Linked DNA regions of Zea mays: all the other regions are linked to region 3. Evidence: chromatin contacts called from public Hi-C data. All regions are on one chromosome and are shown on one strand. Each heading gives the region's core, a stretch centred on a gene start, on an enhancer-like site or on the middle of the called end of the contact. The rest is flanking DNA. Distances are from core to core; before and after follow the strand shown. Region 1 has its middle 12 kb from the start of LOC103651519. Region 2 holds the start of LOC100286079. Region 3 holds the start of LOC100192921.

Region 1 (5,122 bases), core at 1,272-3,771, 600 kb after region 3:
TGCTCCCTTCTGCGAGCCCTCGCTTCCCCTCCTCGTGGCCCCACTAGCAATCTCGCATTGTCGTGAACCTCCGTGAGTTCTCCCCGCAGAAGCGCATGCACGCCTCCCCTTTGCCACGCTACCATTTTCCATTTACCAATTTGGAAAAGGGCTCGATGAGAGGATTCCAGCCATATATATTGTTAGGGTTTAAAGATATTTTAGTTTTCGTAATTATCCTATTTTAAAACTAAAAGTAATTTCAGAAAAAGGCAGAAATCATTTTTAATATCTGAAAATATCTAGAAGGCTCCAAAAATTCTAGGAAAATTTTTAGGCATGATTTGGCGAGAAGATCGACACGAGGCGGGCAATCCACTGATAGTGTTGGCGATGTGTGACTTCACGTGAAGCCAGATCGACAGCACGGCGTCGGCGATGGGGTCGCCAACACTCCAGGCGATGACATCTTGGGACCGAAGCGACGATCAGACTAGCAACAGATGCAGAATACGGTTGCAGAAGAGTAGCGGTCTGTAACCGTGTTTGATACCATGTTAGAGAGGAATGATAGACATAAATAATTGATTCTATTCCATGAATATACATGAGTACATATAGAGGTCAGGGTGGCTTATGAGCCAACCGCACAGGCGTGGTACATGCCAAAAATCAAGGGCCTACTACAATTACACATACTATAATTACAATAGGCGAACATATGTATCAACATAATGTAATAAATAAATTGTATATATATTATTTACATGCTTTAAGTCTGTCTATAGCATTTCTATTGGAACTTGACATCTTGGACATGATTGGTTCATGCGCCCACGAGCGCTGGTCAGGCCCACCAACCCAAGTCTTTGATAGACCAATCACACGTAGTCGAGCTAAGAAGCTACAACAAGAGGTGCACGCGCTAATTTATGAATTTCAATTAAACACTAATGAGAACTTTATGCTACCTAAGTCGTGTATGTTGATATTACTTAGGTTCACCAAATAGGAAGTGCGAAACATATAAAGGGCGAATCAGAAAGAAGAGCTATGTCCGAGTCAGTCCAACGCAATAAAACAGTTCAGAAGAAACAATTATATCTTTTGATTCCCAAAATCTATGAAGGCCCATAAGTACTTTTTGGAAACCTCTTGAAGTCTACTTTCCAATGCTTCTAAGGCCGACTTAATCAAATCTAACATAAAGGCGGCCGACCTACTTTAGTGCTGATTGGTCAGAAGGTCAACAGTCTATTGGATGACTAAGTTTTCGTATTAAACTGCATAATTCTACGAAGTTTCATTAAGCATGCTATACATGGTGATAAAGCTTATCAAGTCAGCTTTCCAACGCATCCAGCCCCACGTCATTTGGAGATTCCTAGGAGAAGTTATTATCAAAATATTGAAGGATGCGCAGAAGTCAAACATCCACACGGAATTCAGCTCTGCAGATCTACCGAAGAGGCTCATTCACATTAGCACGTTAAAATGCTTTTCTTTCGTGTTTATACCTCTCTAAGACTGGTTGTTACTAGTATAAATAGCTCCGTATGTCTATGATGTAAGACAGCTTTGGATAATCTAAAAACAGAACCCTTTTTGTTCAGCTGTGTGCTAACAAATATTGAGAGTGATCTTTACCCATTTGCTCTTGTGAATTCCTTCGCAGGATTGCAGGAGCGGCGACTTCATTCGCTCCCAAGTGGTGCTCTTACTCCCTTCGAGATCTCCTCGATTGATTGTAGGTCGTGTTGGTTGGTTTTTTGAAAGTGTGGTTGGACGAATCCTCGATTCAGGTTGCCGGTTAAAGACGATGGTTGGCTTCGAGTTTTATTTGTCAATTTACACTAGTTATCGCTGCTTACAACTAGTTATCTTAGCTTCTTCCAAGCTAGGTATATCAAGATTGATCCTACGTTGTGAGATCGGACATCGTGACGCATCACATAAGCTTATGGTCCAAAGCAGATTGGAGGCAGAAGATAACATGTCAAGCTCGGTACTAAGATCTATGGCACTAACCTTAATGCTATGATCGTACCTGTCACGCGGAGTCCCCACCACATCAGCTAGTTTAGGTGGCCACGACACCAGGACCTCACACAGCTCAACGTTGTGGCACCGAGCCATTTTAGATTGATGCCATGTGCCATGCCATTAACTATCCAAGTCCAAATCTCGGTTTAAGACCGTAGAAGTATAAAATATAAATATTTTTTTAAAAAAGGGAACTAAATTAGAAGATATGTGACATCAGACATAAGGTTGTTTGATCGAATCGCAAATATGGTAATGACTAATGAACACCATCTCAATTATGGTATGAACAACGAAGAACAGGATAAGGGTAGCTCCAATAGTATACCCAGACCTCACCCAGTGGCAGCAGAGCCGTTTTCGCCGGTAGACACAGTGGCAACGGCCCTAGTGAGTTGCAAGTTGCATGCACCAAGGCGGGCCCAACAAGGCCCAGCACCGTTTGCTTCATTTGCTTGATGGGAACTATTCCAGCCCTATGGCAGGCGTCAGCGTGGGAGCAGCAAGCACACCCAGCCCACCTAGAGATAGTGGACAAATCCAGCCCAGCGCGGCGGCCCTAACAACAGTCTATTTGATGACCAAGTTTTCGTATTAAATTGTATCATTTTACAAAGTTTCATTAAGCATGCTATACATGGTGAGAAAACTTATCAAGTCAGCTTTCCAAAGCATCCATCCCCACGCCATTTGGAGATTCCTAGGAGAAGTTATTATCAAAATACTGAAGGTTGCGCAGAAGTCAAACAGCCACACAGAATTCAGCTCTGCAGATCTTCCGAAGAGGCTCCTTCACATTAGCACGTTAAAATGCTTTTCTTTCGTGTTTATACCTCTCTAAGATTGGTTGTTACTAGTATAAATAGCCCCATATGTCTATGATGTAAGGCAGCTTTGGATAATCTAAAAACAGAACCCTTTTTATTCAGCTGTGTGCTAACAAATATTGAGAGTGATCTTTACCCCTTTGCTCTTGTGAATTTATTCGCGAGATTGCAGAAGCGGCGGCTTCATCCGCTCCCAAGTGGTGCTTCTACTCCCTTCGAGGTCTACTCGATTGATTGTAGGCTGTGTTGGTTGGTTCTTTGAGAGTGTGGTTGGACGGATCCTCGATTCAGGTTGCCGGTTAAAGACAGTGGTTGACTTCGAGTTTTATTTGCCAGGTTGCACTAGTTATCGCTGCTTGTAGCAAGTTATCTTGACTTCTTCGGAGCTAGTTTTCTTAAGATTGATCGTGAGATTGGGCATCGTGACGCATCACATGAGCTTATGGTCCAAAGCAGATTGGAGGCACAAGATAACATATCAAGCTCGGTACTAAGATCTGTGGCACTAACCTTAATGCCATGATCGTACCTGTCACGCGGAGTCCCCACCACATCAGCTAGTTTAGGGCTTGTTCGGTTATTTTCAATCCATATGGATTGGAGGGGATTGATATGGATTGGAGGGGATTTTGACTTATTAGGGATTGAAACCCCCTCAATCCCCCTGAATCCATATGGATTAGGGTAGAACCGAACAAGCCCTTAGGTGGCCACGACACCAGGACCTCACACAGCTCAACGTTGTGGCACCGAGCCCATGCCATTAACTATCCAAGTCCAAATCTCGGTTTAAGACCGTAGAGGTATGAAATAAAAATATTTTTTTAAAAGGGGGGGCTAACCTATAAGATATGTGACATCAGGCATAAGGTTGTTTGATCGAATCGCAAATATGGTAATGACTAATGAATACCATCTCAATTATGGTATGAACAACGAAGAACAGAATAAGACCTTGTTTGTTTGTGTCGAATTGCACCCGGAATTGTTTCAGCTAATCAAAGTTTATATAAATTAGAGAAGCAATCCGATTAGTAATCGTTCCAACCCACCAATCCGGCACAAACGAATAAGGCCTAGTATACCCAGACCTCACCCAGTGGCATCGCTGGTGGACCCACCAGTGGCAACGACCCTAGTGAGTTGCAAGTTGCATGCACCAAGGCGGGCCCAACAAGGCCCAGCACCGTTTGCTTCATTTCCTTGATGGGGAACTATTCCGAGCCTATGGCACGCGGCAGCGTGGGAGCAGCAAGCACACCCAGCCCACCTAGAGACAGTGGACAAGTCGAGCCCAGCGCGGCGGCCCTATCGTAGATTGAAGAAACTCTAAGGGGGCGTTTGGTTGCCTTCTCCGGTGGTGCAGTTGCATCTACACATGCAAAAAGTAGTGTTTGTTTGGTTCGTTGTATCGCACGAGACAGGCTAGCACGGAACTTAAAGCGCCGCGAGCCAGGCCCGGCAGAAACGCATCGCGCGGCCGCACGCGCGCGGCCAGGCTCCGCTCAGCCAGCTCTTTACTCGTGCACGCATATCGAGACACGTTTTTAATTGGTTTTTTCATTATATCGTCTAATTAAAAGATTTAATCACCGAACCGATTTCATATCCGCGTTCCTGACATTTTTGCGAACGAAACTAGACCACTCATACTATATATATTTCAAATAAAAAAATTACGTGATTAAGATTAATATATAATTAGTGTATATTAACATGTAATTAGTATCTATTAAGCAATTTACCATATAATTAGTGTCTATTAATAGATTTTTTAATTTATTTAACAATTTTTTTAACTCATGCACCATGTACTCATGCAAGCAACCAAACAACATCTCTTGTGAACCAGACTGGCCACATACACACAACCAAACACGCTATACTGCATGCACTCAGCCAGTCCAGTCTGAGCCAGGCTCACTAGATACGAGCCAGGCTCACCCATACAAGTAACCAAACGCCCCCTAAAGGGCTGGCGCGCTCAGACTCCGATCCTCGTTGAACAAGAAACTCACAACAAAGCCTTGTCAACGCTTTAAATCATGGCCATGCACAATTAGCCAACCAAGTCATCAACAATTAGCCTACTGAAAGAGCCTTCGCAACGAAGGCACAGTGCTACATATAGCATCTGGTTGCTTCGTCAAAGTTCGGACTCACGGACAGAGACAGAGAGAGGCCTGGTCTGGCCAGTCGATCTTTTTCGTCAAGCAGTGACAATGGACACAATACAATTTAAGGATCGAATCAAATTAAGATCAAATTGTATT
Region 2 (4,626 bases), core at 260-2,759, 720 kb before region 3:
GAACGATGACGGGAGGCGATCCGCCATGGATCTCGTCTATGGGGACGCTTGTCCGCCGCAGTCGTGCTGACTTCGCCGCGCTCGCTCGTGTCGCGCAACCGCCGCCACTGAAACTCTAGTTTTGGCCATCTCTGAAGGCCAGGTAGAGCAGTTGGTTTTATACGATGGTACATGAGCGTAAACTTATGTATAACTAAGCGTAAACATTATAGTGGGTGGACTGGATAGTGCGCCTGGTCAACCGGGCGGATGGCCGGACCTTCCTGTAGTTAAACAGAGCTCAGGGCTATATATATATATATCTTTTCGTGCAACCCGACTTATATAAGCAAGGACAGGCTCAAGAGATGTAACTACTTGTTGTTTAGTTCGAAAATATGACACTCAACTTTTGCAAAATTAAACAACTTATTTATTTGGATGCTATACAATGACATCGAGATGGACTAGCTATCTGATTCTGTAAACGTTGAGTGACATATTTACAATTATTCAAAAAATAGGTTTAACAAAATGTTTGTTTGGTTACCTGCATATATACATCAAATTAAATTGAAACGTAAAAAAGTACTAAGATAATATTTCTTTATTTAAATTAACTGTATACTATTTTTTATCATGTGAAGCCTTAATCTTCTATAAAATATACCGATACAACTTAAAACATGTTAATTAGCTAATATCGTATTTGCTCAATAATACCTCCGTTTTTTAATGTTTCTCGTTCACTAGTTTATTTTTGAACTAAAACACGATAAATATAAAAAAAATGAGGTACTATATCCTAGGAGCCTTATGGTAAAGAAACATATTCCATTTTCGTACACGGGCTCCTTTTGCATCTCTCGAGCGAGGCTCAAACGAATTACTTGTACCCACGATAAAAAATAACCCTATTAAATCACCCATATATATTAGTGGGTATAGATTTACCTCCATATATATATCCATATGGGTATAGATTACCCATATCCATAAAAATTAAACATTTATCAAAATATTATATTATACAAATGCCAAGTATATCCATGTAAATACTATTACAAAATTTCTAGCATCATTTAACCATCCATTCAAAAACACCAAATATAATTAGATAAAGTAGCAACACTATGATAGTACTACATAGCATATTATATGTTTCATTACATGACCATCAATTAGTCCTTAAACCTTCTATGACATTACAACCTAAAATGTTGTTAAATAGTGAAAAAGATGGATGAGTGAAGTCAAGTTCATGCCTTTGGGTATTTTATACCCACGGGTTAACAGATATGCTTGAGTCCGGAACGTTTTAATCCTTGTTTAACCGTTGGGTGAAATTTTTTTGCTCAATAAAAGACTCACGCGTAAAATATTTAGTTTATATATACCTTAACGGAGGTATCGAGTGACGGAGATTGCCATCTCAGTTGAACCTGCTTCGCCTTATACGCGGGGGACCATACAGGCTAAGGTGGAAACAAAGACAGGAGAAAGCGGCCCAGTAGCGCCGCCGGAGGGGCAAAGCTGTAAACTTGAGCTGGAAGCACTGCGCCCCTGTCTTCACACCAGTTTGCTGTTTCTTTTTCACCCCGAGCGCGAGAACTAGGGCGACCGCAGCACTACGCCCCTGCTGCCCATGTCTTCGTCGGGGCCTTTGCCGGCGACCGGAACCCACCACGGCAGGTATGTATCCGCCCCTTCTCTTCCCTTCCTGATGTGCAAATTTGAGCACCCGAACCCTAGCTCGAGCTATTTGGCTATTTGTATTCGGATCTAATCTAGTTTGAGCTATCTGGTTATCTTTATCCGTGTCTGATCTCATTACAAGTGTATGAATTAATTACGCCTACTAACTTCGTACATGTGTACACCCATCTATTTTGTTGGGTTCGACCCTGATTAAAATCAAGTGTGATAACCAATGGAATTTTAACATAGATCCTCTTGCGTGTTGTTTTGTACAAAATAATTTATGATCACACCTGAAATTTGCTCTAATTAATGTCCCTTCTTTTATCAAGTCAAAGGGCAGAGTGTAAATCCCAGGGTTCCACTTCTGCACGCAAGGTACAAAAGGCTGATCGTGAGAAGATGCGAAGAGATAAATTAAACGAGCAGTTCCAGGACTTGGGAAATGCACTTGGTATGTAGTTTTCAAGGATTTTCTTGGATCTCTTTGCTCCTATGATATACAAATGGAATCATTTAATTTTGAAAGGCTAAATCAGCAAGAATGTTTATCTTAAAGCGCAAACTATGTCTATGACCTGTCCATCCTATACAACCAACATATGCTCCAGTCCAGTGTCATATATCAACTATATAGCACGTCCACGGTGCCATGCTGTATACCAATCTCTTCAAGTTGACTAGTAAAGTTAGCGAGACTATATAGTTATTACCGTAATGCCTTATATTAGAGATATTGTATGGTACTAGTAAAAAATTGTGAGGTCTATCAGGCCCTAGCGATGTTGGAAGGTCATGTAGGGCCTGTTTTGGCAATAATGTTTCTCAAAACCATAGTTTTTTAATACTACACTTTGCAATTGCCATGACAATACCGTAATTTTGGCAGCTTCAAAAATACTATGGTTGAGAAACATTGTTTGGATACAACATTGTAAAAAAAACTCGGACAGGGAGGGAAAGACCACCCTCCTGGTATTATATTAAGAAGAGACCGAAACATAGTCCCGATCGAGAAAATCCCTGAACCCTAGTCTCCCATCACTAGCGGGCCGTCGCCGCCCATTCTGCAATGGCCCAGCCGGAGGGTGGCACACAAGACGTAACTCGGGAGCGAGCGGGGCACAACGAGGAGTGTTTTTTAACCAAGTCCGAAATTCGCCCCCGAGGGGGATCGAACCTGGGACCTGGAGGTGCTACTCGGAAGCCTTAACCATTACGCTAGAGGCCCTTTCACATTAGATACAATATTGTAAACCATGGTATTAGGCAAAAGCTAGCCATTGGCATGAAAACTTTAGGTTGGAGTGGATTTTCCAATACTCCAAAAATACCATGGTATCTAGAATACCATGGTTTTGAAAAAATAGTTTTCAGGAATGCAACCAAACACCTATCTCTTTCACATTGTACCTTACCAAGGGCATGTTTGGTTCGGACTAATTGGAAAGAGGGAATGGGACTTAGGAGGCAGGACAGGAGTTTAAAAATATTTCATGGGAGTGGGAATTATGGCGGGCAGGGAATGGAGGTTAGAGGGTCAAATATCCCATTAATTACTCACGCGCAGGGGGGGGGGGGTAATTGAGATAAATGGATTCTATCCGCCCATCATAACTTGCCATATAATTTCCCACTCAAAATGCACACACCAAACTTAGCACCCTCTTTTTTTCCTCTACGAACCAAACAAGGGATCAGGACTAAAATTCAAATCACCATCTTTAATCGCTCTATCAACTACATGTGCCCCTTTCCAATACTTGCCAAACGCACTGCATGGGTTATAAACTTGTACTATTTAAGCACTGTTGCATTAGACCATTTTTTTTATTAAAAGGATTGTACTGCTCCATCTAATCAAGGCAATTAGGTGTGTTCCCTTTAAATATTACTTACCTTTCTTTGCCAATCTTTTCTTGGTTTATCTGTTTTACTTTTATAATGATCAATGTTTTCAAATGATATCGCATATCGATACTGAAATTAAATGGAAACTTTTCCTTATGGGACTGCAAAGTAATACTTCCAAAACTTTAGCCATGGAGCTCATATCATGGTAACCTTGTCAAACCTGATGTTCAAACCAAAAAATGAGTTATCAGGAACTGGTAAACTTCACAAATGGTGTTTGTAACTGCAGACATGTGCATAATAACTGCATAAACAGTACTGCAAGTGCTTTGTGTCTGTGCATGTTTGGTTATTTCCTACATGTCCTACTCAACACATGATTTTTGACATTTATTTAGGATTTCTTTTGTTCTTCTGTCCTACTACTTGAAAGCTCCATGTTTTTTTTTCTCGAACAAGCAAAAGAATCTGTATCATTTCATCAGTAAGAGATGAGGAAAATACATGGGTGAAAAGGAGAAGTCCTCTCACTCCAAGACACACAAAACTCTAAAGAAAAGAAGAGGGAAGCCATAGACAAAAAAACTGAAAAAAGATGGCCAACTCCCCTGAAATTAAAAATGCAGGCCTCCTGTAAAAACACTGACCAGGAGCTCTTGGAGGTCTTTAGCTCCAGTTTAGCACCAGAGAACACACTCATCTGCCACTACCTGTAGGATTGTCATGACATTTAGCCTTATGCCATTAAAAATACATTCATTCTGATGCTTCCATGTATGCCATGCCATCAGGATGATGAGAGAATTGAGGCCTTTCTTGATTTCCTTTGGCAATTTTTTTATTGCTTGGCAGCACCAACTTGAAAATCTACTTGTGTTAGTCTGGGGCGTCCTTAGGATCAATCCCAACTTCTGAAGAACCACAGTCCAGACATGTTGGGCACAAACACACGAGACAAGGAAGTGTTGGTTGGATTCTTCAGCTTGATCACAAAGGGAGCAGACAGCCGCGTGAGGAAGACCACTCTTGGCATGACGATCAGCAGTCTAGCACTCTAGCATCGATTTTTCACTGCAAGTCAAATGAAAAATTTGC
Region 3 (4,468 bases), core at 562-3,061:
CATGCTGCGTGGGTGTGTTACAAATCTATCATCATCCTGCTCCTCGTAGGGTTTCGCCTGCTGCCGGGAAGGTGAATGCGGGCATGGCACCGGTGCCACGGTTGTAGCTGAGTGACGACCCGACAACGGCAGCCATGGTGGCGGCGGCGTCATTCGAAGAAGCTGCACCGTAGTTGCGGCGGTCTAGGGTTTGCAGGTCCCGGACCTGGGACTTGAGGAAGCGGAGGTAGCTGGCGGCCTCGTCCAGCATGGAGGCGGTGTCCATCTTGGCGCCGCCCGGGACGAGCTTCTGCAGCACGCGGAGGCGGTCGCTGATGCGCTCCCGCCGCTGCCGCGCCGCCACCGTCTGCGGGTCGGACGAGATGCGCACGTTGCGGCGGCGCGGCGGGCGCTCGGCGCCGGCGCCGGCGTCGTCCTCGGAGCCGAGGGACACCGGGCGCATCGCCGCCGCGCGGTAGATCATCTCCTTCACCTGCGCCAGCGCCTCCGTGTCCGGCTCGTACACGGGGTCGCCGCCGCCGCCGCCGCCGCCGTTGCGCGCGGGGTTCCGGCCGTCGAAGCTGATGTTGCTCGACGAGCCGCTGCTGCTCAGACTCAGAGACGACGGCTTCGCTGATGTCTTGGCGCCGCCGGCCCCACCGGCAGCATGCTGCTGCTGATGCACGGCCGCCGTGCTGAACGCGATCTGGATGCCGCCCGCGGTGGTCGGGGCGGTGGACGCCAGGAGGCTGCACAAGGTGCTCTCTTCCTGTGCCGCTGCCGCCGCCACACGCACAGGTCGCGACCGCTCGGCCTCGGCGGCGGCCTTCCTCTTCCTGTTGGGCCGGCGTTGCCTTCGGCCACCACCACGGCCTCCGCCGCCATGTTCACAGTCCAGGCTCGCCGTTGCTGCGGTCTCGTTGCTGGCGGAGAAGACCGGCGGCGGCGGCGAGCGTCCAAGGACTACGAGGCCGCTGCATCCGCTGTCAACCGCGGCGTTTGTGTTTGTGGTGAAGGCGGGCGGCGCGGCAGCAGTTACCGCGACCGCGGGTGTTGCTGCTGCTGCTGGTGCGAGGTCGTAGTCGGGACTAGGCATCCCCATCGCGGCGTGAGGGCGATGGTGATGCTGCTGTCGCTGCAGGACACCCGCGTCCACGTCCGCGTCCGCGTAGGCGGGCGTTGGCGCCGCCATCGCCATCGCCATCATCGAGGGGAAGGCGACAGCGGCCTCCGCCCCAACCACACCACCACCGCCACCGGCCGCCAGCTGCTGCTTGCCGGCGCAGGAGGCGGGCCCGGGGGCGGCCTGCTGGATGGCCTGCAGCTCCAGGATCGCGGCTGCCAGCGCCTCGTCGAGCACCAGCCTCTCCAGCACCGTCATGCCCCCGCCGCCTTCGATGACGCTGCCCACCTCCGGTGGCGACAGCAAGACGGCGCCGGCCTCGTCGCCCCATGCGTGCTCGCTCAGGATCGTCATGTCGCTCAGGTTATGATCCATCTTTAACTTGGAAGAATCAGACCCCTGCTTGCAAGTTAGCTGGTCTGATCAGCAAAGCAACCACATGATGCATGCATGCGAGCGAGTATTTGTATGCATACATGGATCGAGACGCCATGCATTAAACGGATGACGCGAAGAACTTGCACATAATATATATGCATATGGCATGCATACCATAACACACCAGAATGTATGGAAGAAAATATTATTATTGCAACGTACAGCGCATATACCTCCTCCGATTCCTGATTAATGCGCGATGCAAAGCTAGGTGCAGGTCTGACGACGGAGGCGTGGTGATGATCGAGCAGTGTGGTGGGGATATGGCTGCCGCTGCCACTGCCACTACACTTTCACTGCTGGACTGCTCATCTACTAGTAGACTAGTAGTCGCGCGTGGACCGAGCTGCTAGCAGGCTAGCAGCTGATGATGATGCAAGCTATGGCAAGCGAGGTGCAGAAGGGGGCATTCGTGCACTAGCTAGTAGTCTAGTAGTACTAGTAACCGCTATAGCTTGAGAGGGGAGCCGGCGGCCTGCAAAAGCACCATGCATGGTCCATGGATGGATCAAGGAAAGAGCAAGAGGACAAGAAGATGCCTGCGGTGAGCTGCTAAACTTTTGGCTTTGCTATGTGGGAGCGACTTAATCATCTCTCACTATCCTGTGTGTGTGTGTGTGTGTATGCAGCAGTATAGCAAAAGGCTGCAGGGAGGAAAAGCTAGCATGCTCTTATAAAGAGGGCAACCAAGGAGTAGCTAGGGTACGGTACATAGATAGATTTGTGTGTGTGCATCGCAACCCATAGCAAGCATCTAAGGGAGGCTACTATGGCGGAAAATTTGCTATTTTGTCACACTCAGACGTGGACTTCTCTATTTTACCACCAGATCGACCCACAAATCATAGACATAAATGGTCCCACAAGTCATAAACATAGGGTGATATAATAGCAGAGAGCCCACGTTAGAAGTGACAGAATAGCAATTTTCTCTACTATCATGGCTACATGCACACACTTACTTTCTCCAAAAAGAAAACAAAATCATCCACACACACATACACTTACAGCAGCAGAGCTAGTACGCATGGTCCCTCTCTCTATATGCACACTTGACACTTTTGTGCAGTGATAGATGAGCATGTATACTAGCTAGTACTAGTAGCTAGCTGCTGTCCCGGACTTTAAATGCAGCAAAGTGTCACTCACTTTGGTGTGCACCTAGCTCTAATTAATGGCCTCAATAACTGGGTTCTGAAAGATAAGCTCGGGCAGCAGCGCTAGGGGCAGTCAGCCTAGCGATCGAGCTACATAGATACGTAGGGGCAGGCAGGCCTCAATTATATGGTACTGCAGGCAAAGTACTCTCCCTCAAGTATGTGTATATCGGCTATAATCGTCACAGGTTTGATTCAATACAGTAAAACGCTATAAGTCCGACGGCTCACATATGACCGACGGTCGTATAGGGAACCGTCGGACATAATTTCTGATATCCGAGGGCTGGTAGGCGGACCGTCGGATATAGGCTTATGTTCGACGGCTGGCAGACAAGCCGTCACACATAAGGGAATTTAACCGACGGCCCGCGCCCGTGTCAGTTCATTCTGTCTTTCTCTCCCGCTCCTCGTATGCGTAGCCGCCATCGCCCGGCACCGCCGCCCAAGCCTCTTCCGGCGACCTCCAGCCCCGTCCCGACGCCCGGCCATTATTATTTGCAACTGACTTTATTATCACCACCTCTAATCATTCATAGTACAGCTGACTTTGTAGTTCAATTTTGTTGCCAGTGAGTAGGTGTGGTGATAAAAAAAAACTAGTGCATATGCTGCCAATTAATAAAAATTGGTTGCCAACGTTTGCGTTTTGTACCACGCACCAAATGCAGATGTTTATTGTGGCTGCCTCGTAGCAACAACTAGTAGGAATGTAGGATATTGAATATATTATGTAGAGAGGGGACCAGATCAAATCAACATACGTACTCCCTCCAGTGCAGTAAAGGTAGTCGTTTAGGACATGATTGTGCATACCAAGGAGTGATTAATTATCATAGAGTTTTCCCTGTTTGCCCCTATTAAATAGGGATATTAGTGCATTAATGTCACTAAAACAATCAGGCTTGATTGGTTGCTGCAGCAGCTCCAAGGCATTCTAGACTGGAGGTCTCAAGTTCGATTCCTCTTAAATGCATCTTTTTTTGTGCAATTACTAGGGGCAACAACGTCCAAATCCTAGACCCACGCGCGCTATGACTTCTTTTTGTGCACAATGACTTCTTTTACTGCACCGGAGGGAGTACAGTAGGTTGTATAGCCCTGCTAGCAGCTAAACCGTGTCATCATTCTGTAGCTACGGTAATAAATGGTAACTCTGCGCGACTGACAAAATCAAATAAAATAATCTCTTGGTCCTAAGATAACTATGCGGTAATAATACAGAATCTACCAAGTCGTCGCGAAGACGGGAGGAATTCGTCGCTTCCTAAACGCTAAACTGTGCAGGCCTCTCTTCATCTTACTCCTTACATAAGCTCCACAGATTCTTGTAATAGCATACATGAATCTAGATTCTCGGAGAAAGAAGCTCTTCAAAAAAGCTACCCTAAACAAGCCCTTAAGAAAGTTGTCAGTACATATGCATTTACACGGGTGGTTTTTGTTATCCTGGCGCCACTAGAATAATTTGATTTTTTTTAAAAAAAAACAAATGGTCTCGGATAGAGAAATATTTTAATAATGGAGTCCTTGTAATTAGGGGAGGAATAAATCCCCCTGCACAATCTCGGAGTAGATTTGAGTCCAAACTAGGCATAATTAAATCATTGTCGGTTCTCTCGTGTATACGCTGCCCGGCCGGAACACCAATAAAAATTAATACGTCTGCAACCGCCAATAATAATGTTTTGTGTACTAGTGTGGGTGGCTAATTTGTTAGCCAAATACATCTAGCTAGTTAGCCAATAATAGTTCATTGCTAGCAGCTAGC

Evidence for each region. Hi-C and Micro-C count contacts between places; a contact is called where the count stands out from the background.
Region 1: a Hi-C map of tassel shows a contact between it and region 3, with 2.5 times the contacts expected there. The contact joins the enhancer-like site here to the promoter of LOC100192921 in region 3. A contact is called at or near these places in 2 of 25 Hi-C or Micro-C datasets (ear and tassel).
Region 2: a Hi-C map of ear shows a contact between it and region 3, with 1.9 times the contacts expected there. The contact joins the promoter of LOC100286079 here to the promoter of LOC100192921 in region 3. A contact is called at or near these places in 2 of 25 Hi-C or Micro-C datasets (ear and endosperm).

What each region holds. Positions count from the first base shown.
Region 1 is chr3:225,319,955-225,325,076 of Zm-B73-REFERENCE-NAM-5.0, forward strand. No RefSeq gene overlaps it. Among protein-coding and RNA genes, the nearest start is that of LOC103651519, 12 kb to the right of the region's middle. Within about 2 kb of position 2,522, at least 8 of the 20 cell types and tissues checked have an H3K27ac peak or open chromatin away from gene starts, as enhancers often do. A contact at or near this core is called in tassel, where this site is marked.
Region 2 is chr3:224,006,668-224,011,293 of Zm-B73-REFERENCE-NAM-5.0, forward strand. LOC100286079 reads left to right here and starts at 1,510. Exons shown (of 5, transcript NM_001158967.1): 1 at 1,510-1,671; 2 at 2,010-2,131. The coding sequence starts at 1,625.
Region 3 is chr3:224,724,216-224,728,683 of Zm-B73-REFERENCE-NAM-5.0, forward strand. LOC100192921 reads right to left here and starts at 1,812. Exons shown (of 2, transcript NM_001364547.1): 1 at 1,714-1,812; 2 at 1-1,501. The coding sequence starts at 1,477. The coding sequence ends at 32.